Linked DNA regions of Xenopus laevis: region 1 is linked to region 2. The links are chromatin contacts, called in public Hi-C maps. All regions are on one chromosome and are shown on one strand. The core of a region is the stretch at or near the end of the contact, and the rest is flanking DNA. Distances in the headings are between cores, read along the strand shown. Region 1 overlaps plekha7.S (pleckstrin homology domain-containing family A member 7). Region 2 holds the start of plekha7.S (pleckstrin homology domain-containing family A member 7).

Evidence for each region. A called contact is a pair of places that touch in the nucleus more often than the background predicts.
Region 1: a Hi-C map of the XTC cell line shows a contact between it and region 2, with 2.1 times the contacts expected there. The contact joins the enhancer-like site here to the promoter of plekha7.S in region 2. A contact is called at or near these places in 3 of 4 Hi-C or Micro-C datasets (the XL177 cell line, the XTC cell line and animal cap).

The regions. Positions count from the first base shown.
Region 1 is chr4S:22,900,990-22,903,923 of Xenopus_laevis_v10.1, reverse strand. All of the region lies in intron 8 of plekha7.S (pleckstrin homology domain-containing family A member 7), which reads right to left. Among protein-coding and RNA genes, the nearest start is that of plekha7.S, 68 kb to the right of the region's middle. Within about 2 kb of position 1,638, at least 1 of the 7 cell types and tissues checked has an H3K27ac peak or open chromatin away from gene starts, as enhancers often do.
Region 2 is chr4S:22,832,976-22,835,957 of Xenopus_laevis_v10.1, reverse strand. It overlaps plekha7.S (pleckstrin homology domain-containing family A member 7), which reads right to left and starts at 1,250. Exons shown (of 28, transcript XM_041561048.1): 1 at 505-1,250; 2 at 319-395. The coding sequence starts at 860.

The sequences.
Region 1 (2,934 bases), core at 389-2,888, 68 kb before region 2:
CCATATATGTACTGTATGTATATATCCACTGCATATTATATATCTAAAGTATGGTCTGCATACAATTATATTCCACTCAATGCTGAAGTGCTCAATCCCTGTATTTCTTCCTTTTGGATCAGGTGAGAAACAGCGTATTACCCAACCTGTCATGGTTAGGAAGTCACATATAGTCCAAATTGCTGCTGCACACTATCAAAGTGTTTAAACTTTTTAGTTGTGCAATTTAATTGGCTCAAACAAAGTAGACAAGGCAAAGTTTCAGACTTCACAGGGCCCTTTATCAAGCATTGAAAAAGGGCCCTATGAGGTCCAAAACATTGCCTTGTCTACTTTGTTTGAGCCAATAAAATTGCACAACTAAAACTTGAATCACTTTGTCAGTGTGCAGCAGCAATTTAGACTATATGCATAGAAGTATATGGCATCTCCGTATGTGATTTGAGTAAAGCCACAAGCATAGGCTCCTATACAGGGCCGCCATCAGGGAGGCATAGGGGGTACAAGTGTACTGGGCCCGGGAGTGAAGGGGGGCCCGGCAGTGCTGAACTTTTCGAAAGAGCCGGGCCCTCCTTGACAGCACCGAAGTTGTGCCGCCTTCTTCCGAAGTCCCGAACAGCCAAAATGCGGAAGTGGCGAAAAAGTCCCAAAGCGGCGAAAGGACCCAAAGCCACGAAAATAGCCGAAGTCCCAAAGCCACGAAAAGACCCAAATTTACAAAAAACAGTCAAAAGAACCGAAGTCACGAAAACAACTGAAATTGAAGTCCTGATGAGGCGAAAAGACCCAAAGTCACGAAAGGAGGAGCAGTTGAAGTCCTGAAGCCTCGAGTTCAATATCTCTGAACACCAATGTCTGTGTTTTTTTATTTATTTTGATCCCCTGGCCACCAATATATTATTTTAATACTCTATAGGCCCCTGCCACCAATGTTTTTTTTAAAAAAAAAATATTCTTTGGGACCCCAATTTTTTTTAACTTGTAAGGGGGGCCCTGGCGCCAATGGCTTTTAAAAAAATATTCTTTGGGGCCCAATTTTTTTTTAACTTGAAAGGGGGGCCCTGGCGCCAATGTTTTTTTTAAAAAAATTTTCATTGGGGCCTCAATTTGTTTAATTTGTAAGGGGGGCCCTGGCACCAATGCTTTTTTAAAAAAAAAAAAAAAGCCAGGGGGCCCCAACATTTTGGTGTACAGGGCCCTGTGATTTCTAACGGCAGGTTCTGCTCCTATATACCCCAAATATATCATCACTCGCGGATACCCACACATTCCTTGTTTCTCTTTAACATTTACCCAGTAACAAGCAATATTTAAAAAATACAGCAAATGAGCACTCACCCCAAATGTCCCCCAAACTGGCCTTCAGGCTGGGCCCCCTTAGCTCATAAAAAGGTTACATATATATAGAAAAACTGGGGTAACAGTCACCCTGCTATAGTTCCATGGGTACCCAGGGCACAAATAAGCACTCACCCCAAATCTCCACCTAACTGGCCTTTAGGCTAGGCCCCCCTTAGCTCATAATAAGGTTACAGATATATAGAAACATTGGGGTAACAGTCACCCTCCTACAGTTCGAGGGGTACCCAATAGTGATGTGCGGGCAGACCCGATACCCGTGGGACACGCGGTTTCGGGTCGACCTCGCACTGCTCCTCACGGGTGCTGGGTGGGTGCGGGTTGAGCTCTTCTCCTGCTCTCCCCACCTTCAAATGCCGGCATCTGACTTCCGGGTCTATAGTCTTGCGTCTGCTCGTCTTGTCCCTTTTGTGACGTCAGTGGCGAGGCGGGTCTATAAAAGGACCCCGGAAGCGCGGGTGGGCGCGGGCTGCAGCAGGGCGGGTTAGGGTCAGGTGCAGGTCAGGAAAACCCTGACCCCCCCATCACTAGTACCTACCCACGGTACAAATAAGCACGCACCCCAAATCACCCCCTAAATGACCCTCAATCGCTGCCCCCTTAGCTCATAACAACAGATTTATAGAAATATTGGGGTAACAGTCACCCTGCTATAGTTCATGGGGCACTGGCAGCAAAAGATGATTGAGGCCAATCACTTAACTTATTACTGACTAATGATTTCACATCAACTTTTTTTTTATAAAAATAATATATGAAATTGATTTATATATACGAAATGATTATTGAGAAATATATGAAATGTTTATTGTGTTTTTCTATATGTATTGGAAATCTCAAATGAAATCCTTAAAAATAATTAATAAATTATTATTGTGAAGTAATTTACTGAATGCGATAAAAGAGATACTTTTTTTATCAATTTCCAATTAATTAATCTTTATCTCAGACACCACCTACAAGGATTTGGGTAATGTAAAGTTCATATATAAAATAGATGTGTGCGCTGCCAACATTTAATTAATATAATAGAGCTCATTCTTTATTCTTGTTTCTGGTTCAGCAGCATCACGATAAATTTACAAATTTATAAAGAAACAAGATTTGCATTCGATTTGAGATTTCAGAACTATTAACGAGTGTTTTTTTTATTTGGTTCAATATGGCTTTTAGCTTAAGAAACTCAGAATGGGAGTCGGATATCAGCGAGGTATTTGAAAATATATCAGAAAATTACTGTGTTTCAGAAAATGAAATTCAATCATTAGGTACTTAGTTTAAAATATATACGAAAGTCGTCATACAACAGATGAGACTGAGATGGGAGATCTAAGTTTAGAAAATATCTTAAAAGCAAAAATGATCCCCAGGGGTTTAAGATTAATAAAAATCCCGGGGAGCAATTTAACTTGAAGTGCTGGTCAAGAGTTCATTGAGAAATGGAATTCCATTCTTTCTGACTTTCTTTTAGGCTCATGCAACTGATGATAGATGAAAACAGTAAAAAGCTAATATACAAGTAGAAGAAGCAAAAAAACATTTATAAAATAAGAAAGAAGAAAGTAACTTCAGCAC
Region 2 (2,982 bases), core at 1-2,500:
TTCCAAAATGTTGGGAGGTATGTAATGGGTGCTTAGTGATGTCATCAGTTGTAACGGGTACTTAGTTATGTCATCAGATCGAATAGGTGCTTAGTGTTGTCATCATATTTAATGGGTGCTTAGTGATGTCATCAGATCTAATGGGTGCTTAGTGATGTCATCAGGTGTAATGGGTGCTTAGTGACGCGGCGTGACGTGAGTAAGTGCAAGTTTTGCACTGTAAAGGCTGAGACAGGAGGGTAGGGTGGGGGTCAGTAGTGAGGGAATCATGTGACCAGGAGAGGGAGGGGTATAAATAGAAGGGGGGGGGGTCGATACCTGAGCGGATCATGTGTCCGGAGTTGACGGGTTCGCAGGTGCGGGGGTGTAACCAACTGGTGCTGCGGCCCCGGTCGCTGCGGGAGAGACAGAGAGAATCGGGTGAGTCCGGGACTGGGAACTGATAGTTGGGCAGAAGTTATTGAGGCCCCCCTCCCGCCGTGGCACCTGCTGCCCCCAACTTACTCTACAAAGAAGACGCGGCCGTCCCGGCACACTCCGTACGACCAGCCCGCGGGTAAACAGCCCTCCGCCGCAGCCTCCGCCATTTTCACCGGACACCGGGAAGAGCGCTGCCACCAGCAGCCCCAAGCCGCTCTCACTTTGTGTCTGTCCCTCTCTGCGCGTGCACAAAAGCTTCCCGTCCCGCCGGGGAGAATGGAGCGCGGGCACGTATCTGCTCTCCGACTGGGGATGGTGGCGCGGACACGTGATTGTGTGTGAGGGAGGCGCGGGTACGTGAATGGGGAACAAAGTCTCACAGTTTGTGGCGTGAGAGAAAGTTTGAGGAGACAAATCATTCGCTCACTTTTCCTCCTCATTGTATCGGTCTTCTCTTTCTCTACCTCTCCGTTGTACCCCCATTATATCTCACCTAAATCTCTCCCTAGTACAAATCTCTCTCTACTGACTGCTCCCAATGTCCCCAGACTGGTCTGTCGGCTCTTCCCTCACATAATGAGCTGGATCAGAACCGGACACTTAAGTTTAATCCTCCTGTGACCCCTGAGTAATTGACTGACCTTTCTGCGCAAATCTGTTGTCTTTATTGTCGCTTCTATTCCTCATGCTCTCTTGTCAGTTCTACCCCTCCTTGCCCTATGTCGCTTCTACCCCTGCTGATTCCCACTCTCTTCCCTCTGAGTAATATTACCAGAAAGTACTTGGCAGGTGCAAGTTTTGGCTGTATAAAACCCAGGCTTAAAGACATTTTGAGTAAAAAATAAGAATGTACCACTGCATTATACTCATTTAGATATAGAACAATTGTGCTAATAAAAGTAGTGTTTCAGGCTGATTTATTGAATATTTCAGCAAAAACCCTACTAGGCCCTCCCTTCCACTATCTGCTCCCTGAATTCCCAGGCTGTGCAGGGGAGCGGTGGCTCTCTGCTCACTGCTCTGTAGGACAGGAACCAATCAGCAGCTAGCAGGACCTGATAGGGAACTGAAGCCTGTCTTTGCTGGTGTGACTGCAAGGCTGTGATTGGCTATCCCCCTCCTACTGTGCTTCTGGCAGGGACTGTTAGGACACGCCCACCCCTCATTTGAAACACAACAGGGACCAGAGAACATCTATAGGGAGCTCCAATAAAGGGGCGATTTATTAAAGATAATTTTAGCACCATGTAAAAGCAACATCATATATTACTCATAATTGCCTGCAAAATTAGGGTTTTTTCATGTATCCTATACAGGGGCGTAACTACAGCTGACCCAGCAGTTGAGGGGGGCCCAGTAGGTATAGGGGCCCCATAAGGCCCTAATTCATATACAATTTCAATATATATTGGTCAATACAGGTCCACCTCTAGACATTTTTGTAAGGGCCCCTGAACCTCCACTGTGCTATCCCTGCACTGTCCTTGCAGCTGCGAGCTGGCTCGTCTTATAATTGATGCAACGGTAAATCATCTGATATCATATCTCCAGGCTTGCTGATCAGGGAACTTGCAATGAACGACACTGTAGGCTTGTGTGTTGCAAAACAAGTTCAGTTTATTATGGGTAGTACTACAACATATAGCATAGTAAACAAAGAGATTCCATTGTGATGTCATACACAATGTGATTACCCTATATTTGGTAATGTTTGAACACCTGAGTGGCTATAGTACGTTTACACAGTCTACAGCTGGTGTGTATGTGATAAGAAGCATACTTGTGCAATCAAGTGTTCAGGCAGGAAAATACATTAGCCCCTTGCAATCCCTTTCAATTTTGGGGGCCTGAAAAATAATTTGCTGTGGGGCCCAGTAATATCTAGTTAAGCCACTGATCCTATATGTCTCCTTTAATGCCTAACTGCCTCCTGTAGTGGCCAGTCCACATAGGGGCTACCAGTTGTCACTCACAGCCCTGATTTGGCTCCACAGAAACATTTGTCATGCTTGTGTTCCTCCCCAACACGAGTTGGTGCCCTATTCCAGGCATGTCCAAAGTGTGGCCCAGGGGCCAAATGCGGCCCGTCTTCAAATTTACACCAGGCCTCAGCCTCCATCATGAAATGAATAATGCGGCCCGCCAGCACAGAGTGATAATGAATCGCCTAGCCGTAATATTTGGGCACATTAGTGAAATGATCTGCTACTTGGTCTATACTGCTGCCTGTGTGCTGAAGGTGTTGGCAATAGACCCGTACTGGCACATATTGATGCACCACTTCACATACTTCTTTAGGGCTGAAGGTGTCAGACTGACATGCCAGTTCAGTAAACTAAAGAAGTATGCGAGAGCAGCACGTCCCTATGTGCCAGTTCATGTCTATTGCTAACACCTTCAGCACACAGGCAGCAGTATAGACCAAGAGGCAGATCATTTCACTAATGTGCCCAAATATTACTGCTACAGCTAGGCGATTCCTTGTTTAAATGAGTTAAATGATGGTTCAAAGAATGTCAGGCTGAATGGTCGGCCCCCCACACATTTTCACCTCACCAAATC